Linked DNA regions of Mus musculus: regions 1 and 3 are each linked to region 2. The links are chromatin contacts, called in public HiChIP or PLAC-seq maps. All regions are on one chromosome and are shown on one strand. Each heading gives the region's core, a stretch centred on a gene start, on an enhancer-like site or on the middle of the called end of the contact. The rest is flanking DNA. Distances are from core to core; before and after follow the strand shown. Region 1 overlaps Ptpn21 (protein tyrosine phosphatase, non-receptor type 21). Region 2 overlaps Gm40554 (a long non-coding RNA gene). Region 3 overlaps Foxn3 (forkhead box N3).

Region 1 (3,402 bases), core at 363-2,862, 340 kb before region 2:
CTACTCTGACCACCTAAATTATACTATAATAAACACTATAATAAACACCTTCTAGGGAATCTTACTTGGTAATAAAGAGAAACCCAAGCAAGTCCTTGATCATTTATAATTTACATACTAATTGTTCTTTAGGACATCGGACACCATTTCTGCTGTTGAAATTAGCATTGCCAGCATAAACATCAATAGCCTCTGGATATTTTACTTGATCATTAAAAGATAAGTGAAGATTACGTATGGCACAAAATCCCAGCATTCCCAAGCCTGAGGCAGAAGGATCTGGAGTTCTAGGCTAGCCTGGCCCTACACAGTTAACTTCTATCTCAAAACAAACACTGGGCCTTGGAGATGGCTCAACAGATAAAGAGTTGCCAAGTCTGATAACCTTCCAGGTTCAATGCCCAGGAACCAAATGGTAGAAGAAGAGAATTAACATGCATGCACACTCGCACAGAAACGGACGTTTAAAAAAGATGTTTAAGCCGGGCGTGGTGGCACACGCCTTTAATCCCAGCATTTGGGAGGCAGAGGCAGGCAGATTTCTGAGTTCGAGGCCAGCCTGGTCTACAAAGTGAGTAGTGCAGCCAGGACTATATAGAGAAACCCTGTCTCGAAACCCTCCCCCCCCCAAAAAAAAAGGTTTAAACAAGCAAAAGGGCTGAGGGTTGGTAATTTTAGCCTTTAGTAGGCGAAGTGCCCAGAATTGGAGGCTAGCCTTGGTGAGTTCTAGGCCAGCCTGGGCTACAGAATAAGATCCTATCTGAAAACTCCAAAAATTCAATAACAAATGCAGGAAGCAGCTCAGAGCTACAGTACTGGACTGCATGGACTAGTATGGTCAAAGGCATGTGTCTAACCCACAACACCAAGGCGACAGGAGAGAAAAGTTACACAAAGGCAATCTCATCAACAGTTCTGAGGACACAGGAAGAAAGTATCTGCTAACCCATCACACTGTAAGAAAACAATGAGTCCTTGTCATTAGAAGAGAAAATAGCACTCAGACGTTGGGTGCACATCTGACAAGGATGGAGTAATAGACTCACTCAGTCAACAGCCCAGGAATTCAATTAATGTGTAAACGACCTGTGAGTCACCAGTTCAGACACTGAAGACCTGTCACTCATTGTCCAGATGGACGGACAGACGCACAGGTGATGCCTGGGAGGGAAGGTGATCTACAATCCTTAAGTGAGGAACTCTCGCTCACAACCTCCCCCTCCTCCCCCTCCCTGTCTCTCTCTTTCTCCTCCCACCACCCTGCCTCTCCCTCCCTCCCTCTCTCCCTCCCTCCATCATCCAGGAGCAAGTTTACCTTAGCAGCAAGTTGCCCTATCAAGGAACTGAAGCTGACAAAGTACCCCGAGTTGAAGGCTAGCCTGAATTCACTCCAGGCAAACCTAAACCTGGCTACAGAATGAGATCCTGTCTCACAACTCTAATAAACAGGGCTCTGGAGAGATAGCTCAGTGGTTAAGAGTACTAGCTACTCTTCCAGAAGACCTGGGTTCCAGTCCCAGAACCCACATGGTGGCTCACAACTGTGTGTAACTCCTGTCCCAAAGGATCCAGTGCCCTCTCTGGCTCCCGGCTCTGCGCACAAGTGGCACACAGACATGAATGAAACAATCGAAATAAACAAATCTTTAAAACAAATAAACGATAAGTAAATAGGCGGTGGCTGATGGTGATGGTGATGATGACGGTCAGTGACCTTCCTGAACCCTATGGAGGAAAGCCACAGAAGAAAGAGCATTTGTAGGGGAAAGGACACTATACTGGGAGGCAGTTTGTGTCTGAACAGTATAGTGGGCCAGATGGAAAGAGACTATGACTATGGAAACCTAGGTAGGAGAAATGTATTCCTCTGGTCTATAGACTATCATAGTAGGTACAGTCTCCAACATCTCCAACCTGTCTCAAAATGACCACATGAGAATCTGAAGGTTCACAGCACACAGAAATGCCAAATGTTTGAGGCAATGGAAATGCTAAGTGTCTTGACTTGATCTTTCCACAGTTTGTACAGATGTGGAAATACTGTATTCTACTCCACAAATGTGGATCAATTTTAAAGACAAAGGTCAGGAAGCTCGGGCAAAAGGCTTGAGGAGCAAGGGCTAACCTGGGATACACAGTGAGATACACTGCAGGGCCAAGGACAGAGCCGAGTGAGCACCCCGCCCCCACTCACACACCCCAAACCTTGGGAACTCAGCTCACACCTCCCTGGTGTGCAAGCACATGCTCAATGCCACAGAGTGCAGAGACTTCCTCCGGGGCATGCTGCTGGCCGGAGACAGTCACGTCTGTTATTTGAAATCCCAGCACTGAAGCACACACACTTTATATCTTTATATCGTTAGCCCTTTGCTTTTAGATCTTCCAGACAGTGTCTCAAGGACCTAGGCCACTAGGTAGTCCAAGATGCACTTGAACTTCTGATCTTGCCTCCACCTCTAGAGGCCTGGGCTTACAGGTGTGAGCCACCATGGTCAGTTTTATACCTTGCTAGGGACTGACCCTGGGGGTCTTGTGTATGTCAGACGAACACTCTTTCAGTTCAGGTATACATAATAGCCTTTACATTTATTAAACATTAAACTAAAGTTGCATAACACTCTTATCATTTAAGTAAATAAGTTTCCTAATCTGATAATAACTTGTATGAGTCTGTATTATGTATTTCAGAATGCATACACATACCCATGCTGATACATATGACTCTCTTATTTACTTGCCTAGTTCTTCGTTATCAAGACCATGAGAAAAGTGACAGAATGGGCTGGCAAAGTAGCTTGTAAAGTTTGCCCACCAATTCTGATGGTCTTAACTTGATCCCCAGAATCCAAGTAGTGGAGGGAATTGTCCCCCCAACTTCCACACATGCACACTCACATCCATACACACTAAATCAAAATGTAATTTAAATATTATTGAAACTAAAAGAAATATAAAAGCCCTTTGACCCTTGGAGTTTGGAAAACTCCTCAGATGAAGAGGAAAGTCTAAAATGACAGAAGGTCCCACAGCTCAGGGGACCTTCCAGAAGGTCAGCAAAATACTTGTCCTCTTTTTATATATATCTCAATCTTCTCTATTACACAAAGGTGTACCTGAATTCAGTCTGTGACTACTCAGCCCAAAGCATTTGTATGTGAAATACTTTTTCTTTATCATGTTTTGGTTATTTTTAGAGTCCAAATGAAAGCTGGCAGGAAAAGAGAAAGGCACACGAAATTCCCACGTCTTCTCAGATTCCAGTGGCGATAAGGTCAATGGATATCTGGGACACCCTGACAGGCTGACTTAAGATGGCACACTCCCAAGCCAGGAACACTTCCTAGCACGGTGGGGAAGCTGACTCTGCCAGACACAGCAATGTCCCTCGAAGCCAGCAGA
Region 2 (3,083 bases), core at 73-2,572:
AAATACGCATGGATTTGAAACCAGTTTAGAAACAAATTTTACTCTTGGCACTTAAAACAAACAAACAAACAGACCCATTACAGAGAAGCCTCTCTCTGTACCTTTTCCAATCTGTTGGTCCATTAATACAGATGCTTCCTCCGATAAACTCGGAACTTGTGGAGAACTTTGAAAGGATGTAAGTCAGAGAGGGATCTCTCTCTCTCTCTCTCTTTCTCTCTCTCTGTGTGTGTCTTTCTCTTGGTGTGGGTAGTGAGTGAAAAGGTAGCTGGTTAAAATTCATTGACTTTGTGAATTCTTTATTTTGGGCATCTTTCAATTCATGAGTTACAATCCTATGAAAGCATTATATAAAGCACCAAACAGGACGGGGTTCTCAGGGCTGCTTCATGCTTTTGTTACTGGCCATCACTTAAGAGTGGCCAAGCACTTTCTGTGACCACATCTCCCTAACAGCTAACATTCTAATTTACTAGATGTGGCTTCACTAGAAAAGGAACCGGAGGGGTCTAGACCAATCACACAGAAAGATCCCGTGACTTACCTAACAGTCTCCGCCTGCGACTTCCTGAAGCATATTTGACAAAGCCCCAGCCAACTAAAAGAGAGGTCCAGAGCAAGCATTGTCCACCTAAGGATGCTGCCCCTCAACAGGAACAGACAGAGCCAAGCTGGGCATGACCGGTGCCTGGCTCCAGGCTCCCTGCCCGAATATGGTTCAGAACCCCAAGCTGGAGCAGAGTAATTGCAGGCTTTTCACGTTAAGCCAGTTTGAGTTGCTTTCCACTGACTTTGTTCTAACTAAAGTCCAACTATCAGGCTTGAAAGATACCCAATTTGGAATCTCCCACCCCCTTTTATTTGCCAAAGCCCCTGGAGTAACCATCAAATCAGCCCCAGATGGTTCATTAACATCAGCCAAATGCTTTCAAAATAAAAAAAAAAGAAGTGGTATTTTTGTTTTAATTAGATCCACACAGTAAGGTTCTTCCTCCCTATAATATCATCAGACTCTAGCATGCACACACAGAGAAGGGGGGAGGGAGGGAAGAGAGGGAGGCGGAGGAGCGCACTTGGAAACAAACGTCTACATATTAACTGAGGCCCTCCTTGGAGAAAATATAATGACAGAGCATTTTTGTCTATTTCCCAAATGAACACTGGCTGCTTGTGGGTGGCGTGTCAGAGCATCCATGTTCCCAGGTCCCAGCACAGAGTCAGGAAGGAAGGGGCATTTTCTCCAACTTGGACTTGACAGTACCCAACTGCCATCTTCATCCTGAGGAAGAAAGGCACTTGCTTTCCCAGGCACTGTCTGAGCTATGCGTTACTCATCAGGTTCCTGCAGAGAGGTTGATCAGGGTCTCCGGGAAGTGAGTCAGCAGTAAGACAAGCATTCCTGGGACACATCTGGAAGTGAGTCAGCAATAAGACAAGCATTCCCGGGACACATCTGGAAGTGAGTCAGCAGTAAGATAGCGCCATCCGGGCACATGTCACAGACCAGTTTCATCCGCCGTGTGCCCCTCTCTTTCTTTACCTGCGCCTCCATTTGTCAACCAACTTAACTCTCCTCTGTAGTTACTATGAAGCCCACTGGCACTGTCATACTTTATTATTGGAAAGTGAGTGGAAAGTCAGGGACCATGCAAAGTATAAGGAAGGTATCGCTACTGGAGAAAGTTGAAAGGGATATAGGAAACCTAAACTAATGATACATTCCTGGGCATGTTAATGCTGAGAATGGAAGGCCCGCTGAAACATGTACCTGACTCAACCACTAAACAGAGTCAAAGTGGCTTCTTTATTGCAAGCTCCCTCCTTGGATATCTTAATACGGTGATGTATGTGGTGGACCTACAAGGGGACGCTTCTGAGACAGCGGCTCCCCAGTCATTCAGTTCCATGTGTCCTTAGGGTGTGCACAGAAGCTCCAGTGCTGTTGGCATGGTAATAGCATCCTGAGCACAAAGATGAAGGATGTCTCAGTTGTCCCCTTTTGTTCTGAAGAGTTGAGACAGGCCTAGGACACCTTAAATAGAGGAAGAGTTGTTAAAGGGATAAACATGAAAATAAGGAACATAGATAGGGTCAAGGCCCTTAAGACCTGGGACAGAATCTAGGCTTTGGAAAGTCATTTAAATGATTTATAGCTCATTTAAGTGAATGTAACTCTTCAGTGGTGATTTATTGGATATGACACTAAATGCACAGGCAATAAAGGCAAAAGGCAGACATTTGTCATTGGTGGACATCAAATAAGCATTCAAGGACAGGACCAGTGGAATGAAAAGGTAACACACAAAATGAAAGAAAATATTTACAAATCACATATCCAGTAAAGGACTTTGTATACGGGATACAGAAAGGACTCTCACAACTCCGTCTTAAAAAGATGAATGACCCAGTTTGAACACTTGGCCAAGGATCCAGATGGATGCTTCCACAAGGATGAAAGATAAGTGGCCAACGATGAGAGAGGCTCAGTATCATTTGTCAACAGGTAGAGGAGGTGCAATTCCACATCCATTGCCATACAAAGGATTACTAACAATACACAGGGTAAGGACGCAGCAAAATGGAAAGTCCTCTGGTACTGCTGGGGGCGGGGTGGTGGTGACATCAGATGGCACAGCTACTTCAGAAAAGTCCGACAGCTCATCAAAAGGGCAGGTGTCCAGTTGTCACATGAGTCAGAAATCCGACTCCCAAGAAAAATAAAAGCATGTGTTCACTTCAAACTTGTTTCAGGTGCCCGCTGCTGTGTTGTTTGTAATAGCCCATCAACTAAAAAGTGGGTAAACCAGTGAGACATATCTGTGCAGTAGAGTATTGATCTAAAAACAATAACGAGATGAAGAACTTATGGGTGCGCCCTATAGCCAGCATGAAATTTGGTGAGAGCGTGCTGTGAAAGAAGCCAGTCACAATGGACCACATTTTATTTGATATCACTTCTATTGTAACGTCCTAAGTGGCAAACCTACAGTGTAAGAGGCAGGCTGCTAACGTCTGGAGACTATGTGGGGAAGGAAAGAGAGAAAGCTAGGGGTGGTAGAATGGCTACAGGGTGCTCGTCAGAG
Region 3 (3,394 bases), core at 420-2,919, 340 kb after region 2:
ATTAAATATATTAATCTTTAAAGTAAATAAATAAACCAGATACCAAATGTCAAATAGACTGCAATTGCTTTGACAGACATGGATAATTTGTGGCACAGTGGCCTCAGAAATTTCAATCACTTCATTTGCAAACAGTATAGTCTACTATATCCATCTCTCCATCCTCCTATCTCCCAATTCTACCAAGACATGCAGTCAGGTCGACCCTCCCTCTTCAGGTGTTGTATTAGCTACGTTTGTGTGCCAATTTGACACAAGCTAAAGTTAACAGAGAGGAAGTATCCTCAATTGAGAAAATGCCTCCATATGATCCGCCACCTGCAAGTCATTTTACCAATTAGTGACTAATGGGGGAGGCCCAGCCCATTGTGGGTGGTGCCATTCCTGGGCTGGTGGTCCTAGATTCTATGAAAGGTGGACTGAGCAAGCCAGGGGAAGCAAGCCAGAGAGCAGCCCTCCTCCATGGCCTCTGCATCAGCTCCTGCCTCCAGGTTCCAGCCCTGCTCGAGTTCCTGCCCTGACTTCTTCCAATGATAGATTGTGAACTGGAAGTGTAAGCCATATAAACCCTGTCCTTCCCAACTTGTTTTTGGGCCATGATGTTTTACTGCAGCAGTAGAAACCCTGAGTAGACAGGCATTCGTGGGCGCCTTTGCTATTCTCTCTGATGAGCACAGCGTTTCAGTGGCCATCACCTGATGTTGACTTCTGGCCTACACACACACACACACACAGAGAGAGAGAGAGAGAGAGAGAGAGAGAGAGAGAGAGAGAGAAGGAGAGGGAGAGGGAGAGGGAGAGGGAGAGGGAGAGGGAGAGGGAGAGGGAGAGGGAGAGGGAGAGGGAGAGGGAGAGGGAGAGGGAGAGGGAGAGGGAGAGGGAGAGGGAGAGGGAGAGGGAGAGGGAGAGGGAGAGGGAGAGCAAGCGCCCATCCATTTCACTGGCAGATACCACCAAAACGTTTGTTTTGTTTTGTTTTGTTTTAAACTTCCTCCAAAATGTCTCTTTGAGCCTTCAAGTATATAAGACTGAAAAGTGAGTGTTCCTGGCCCAGCCACAGGGCAAGAAAAGCAAGGTCTCAATGAAACACAAAAGCCAGCACAGACCTGAAGGGGAACAGGCGGCCCCCACAACAAGGCAGCCAACTGCCAAGCTGTCATTTTGCTCGGCGGCTGAACAGAAGGCCCGAGTAATGACAACCACAAAACTCATTTAAAGTCTGAAAAGGTGACTAATGAGCTCATTCATGCTGGCTATAAATTATTCACTCCAACACTGATCCCACACTAGACAAACAGTAAAGTAAACTTTAAACACAGACCCGGCCGGCCTTCCGACTCGAGGCAAGTTATGTCTGTAAGACTTCTCACAATGACAGAGATACTTGTCCCCGTTGCCTATTGTCACATTAGTCTTCTGTTTACTTTTTTTTTTAACTGCCTTTAATCAAGTTAAGCAGACACAGCTGTTACACATTTATTTCTCTGCTGTTTTTTTTTTCATTAGTTATTACGAGCAATCATGAAAGCCCTAAAAATAACAGCAAATTATATTCTCTCGAAATTGAAGGCTGACCTTAAAAATGAAGCCCAGGTCTTCAGAAAGAATATTCATACCCACACATGCTGGCTAAGTGACAGCCCCACACACGGGCAAAACATGAGTGCCTGCCCAACTCTCCAACTCTCTGAGAGCTCTGCAATTTGCTTCTACATTTCCTTTGGTTCTGGGGGGAACCGGTTGCCTCAAAACCAGCGGATACAACAGACCCTGTTTCTGGCGGTCACGTTTGGGTTAAGATTTTCACGAAGACATTATCATCTTAAGCAAATAGAAGAAATGTCTGCCGGCTTTTTCCAGCACTGATAAATAGCAGGTTCCTTGAAAACGCACCCTGGTGCTGCAGATTGCTTTCAGTTTCCTGTTTAACATTAAATAAAGAATTGTCACTCTTCTGTTTTTGCAAACCGAACTGCTTGCTGCTAGTGTGGCTGCTAAAAGCGTGGCGATCACAGCTTACGTGGTCCCCTCTTTCTTTTTTGCTCACCGGCTATCATTTTTTAAGACACTGTAAAGGTTTCAAATCTGTTTGACGGATTTAGTTTTAAGTCCCCAAACAAGTACTTAACATTACAACATGGTTAGATCGCTGAACATTATGTATTTTTAAACTGCTTCGGATCCTTGGAAAATAAGTCACAGAAAAGACTCATATCCAAATAACAGCAGATGGGGGCCCTAACTAATCAAAAGTGAAAGTGGAAAGTTAGACACTGCAGAGTGCTGGCTCGCTGCAGGGATGCTGGGGCTCACTGCAGGGATGGCTGGGATGAAGCAGCAGTCGGGAGACTCCACTTTACTCTGCCCCCCCCCATACCCCCTCTTCTAAGGAAAATCTTCCACATTTTCAGTTTCTTGCATGATCTAAATGAAAGCTTTGTCCACCGCTTCTGTTGCCTAAGACACAAAACATATTTTTTTAGTGTAGAAAAAATACATTTAAAAAAAAAATGTAGAATGGGGGAGTCCTGCAATATTGATAGCAAAGGTCACTGCGTCCTACCCACAGCCCTCTGGGGGCTTTCCTGTGTCCCTCAGGCTTTCAGTCACATTCACATCTCCAGATCAAACAAACTTAAAGGCCTCTCCACCAGAGTCCTGGAAGTTGCTTTTGGATTTCTCTTCTTTTGTTTTTGGTCAATTTTACTTCTTGGAAAAGTTTTGTTGTTGTTGTTGTTTTACTTTAGTTTAGGTTTTTTTGAGGTGGGATATCACTATGTCTCACTACGTAGACCAGGCTGGCCTTGAAACTCACAGAGCTCCAGCTGCCTCTGCTTCTCCAGCATTGGGACTGAATGCGTGCACCGACCTGCTCAGCTTGCGGAACACTTATAAATTCGTACTGAAACTGGCCAGAAGCTTTGTCCCCACGTGTGCACTAAACTATGATTTCTGTTGCTTTAACATTTTGCATTCTCATAGATAAGTGGTTTTGTCTCATGACATTTATCAATTCAGGCGTCTGCGTGTGGCTGTGGATGAGGACACGGTGGAGGTGAGAGGACAGCGTGCACACGTCGGTTGTTTCTCTTCTTCCACCACATGGGCCCCGGGAACCAAACTCAGCTCGCAGCAACCGGGAGCAAGCATCTTTAGGGCAGATGAGCCGTCTTGTTGGCCCACGGTGTAAGGTTTTGAAAAATCTAACATCACAATGCAAACATCCAGATCAAGCAAATAAATATAAAACTCTGGAACAGTCCTGCTGTAGGATCAGGTGCTCCACAGTTCTATGCGGAAGGGTGTGGACAAAACACTGCTTTCCGTCCCTCCTGGCAGCGTGTCTGACAGGCACAGTACACCTCTCTCATTATTGGTGAGAAACCTGGCATGT

Evidence for each region. HiChIP or PLAC-seq counts read pairs in DNA pulled down with a chosen protein or histone mark.
Region 1: a contact with region 2 is called in an HNF4G HiChIP or PLAC-seq map of pancreatic cancer cells. The contact joins two enhancer-like sites.
Region 3: a FOXA1 HiChIP or PLAC-seq map of pancreatic cancer cells shows a contact between it and region 2. The contact joins two enhancer-like sites. A contact is called at or near these places in 13 of 115 datasets of contacts at active chromatin or transcription factors (bone marrow-derived macrophages, cardiomyocytes, craniofacial prominence and 10 more).

The regions. Positions count from the first base shown.
Region 1 is chr12:98,724,074-98,727,475 of GRCm38.p6, forward strand. All of the region lies in intron 2 of Ptpn21 (protein tyrosine phosphatase, non-receptor type 21), which reads right to left. Among named protein-coding and RNA genes, the nearest start is that of Ptpn21, 12 kb to the right of the region's middle. Within about 2 kb of position 1,613, at least 34 of the 459 cell types and tissues checked have an H3K27ac peak or open chromatin away from gene starts, as enhancers often do. A contact at or near this core is called in pancreatic cancer cells, where this site is marked.
Region 2 is chr12:99,062,664-99,065,746 of GRCm38.p6, forward strand. The region is part of intron 2 of Gm40554 (a long non-coding RNA gene); the gene reads left to right. Among named protein-coding and RNA genes, the nearest start is that of Gm40554, 40 kb to the left of the region's middle. Within about 2 kb of position 1,323, at least 29 of the 459 cell types and tissues checked have an H3K27ac peak or open chromatin away from gene starts, as enhancers often do. A contact at or near this core is called in pancreatic cancer cells, where this site is marked.
Region 3 is chr12:99,405,247-99,408,640 of GRCm38.p6, forward strand. The region is part of intron 1 of Foxn3 (forkhead box N3); the gene reads right to left. Among named protein-coding and RNA genes, the nearest start is that of Gm51999, 15 kb to the left of the region's middle. Within about 2 kb of position 1,670, at least 152 of the 459 cell types and tissues checked have an H3K27ac peak or open chromatin away from gene starts, as enhancers often do. A contact at or near this core is called in pancreatic cancer cells, where this site is marked.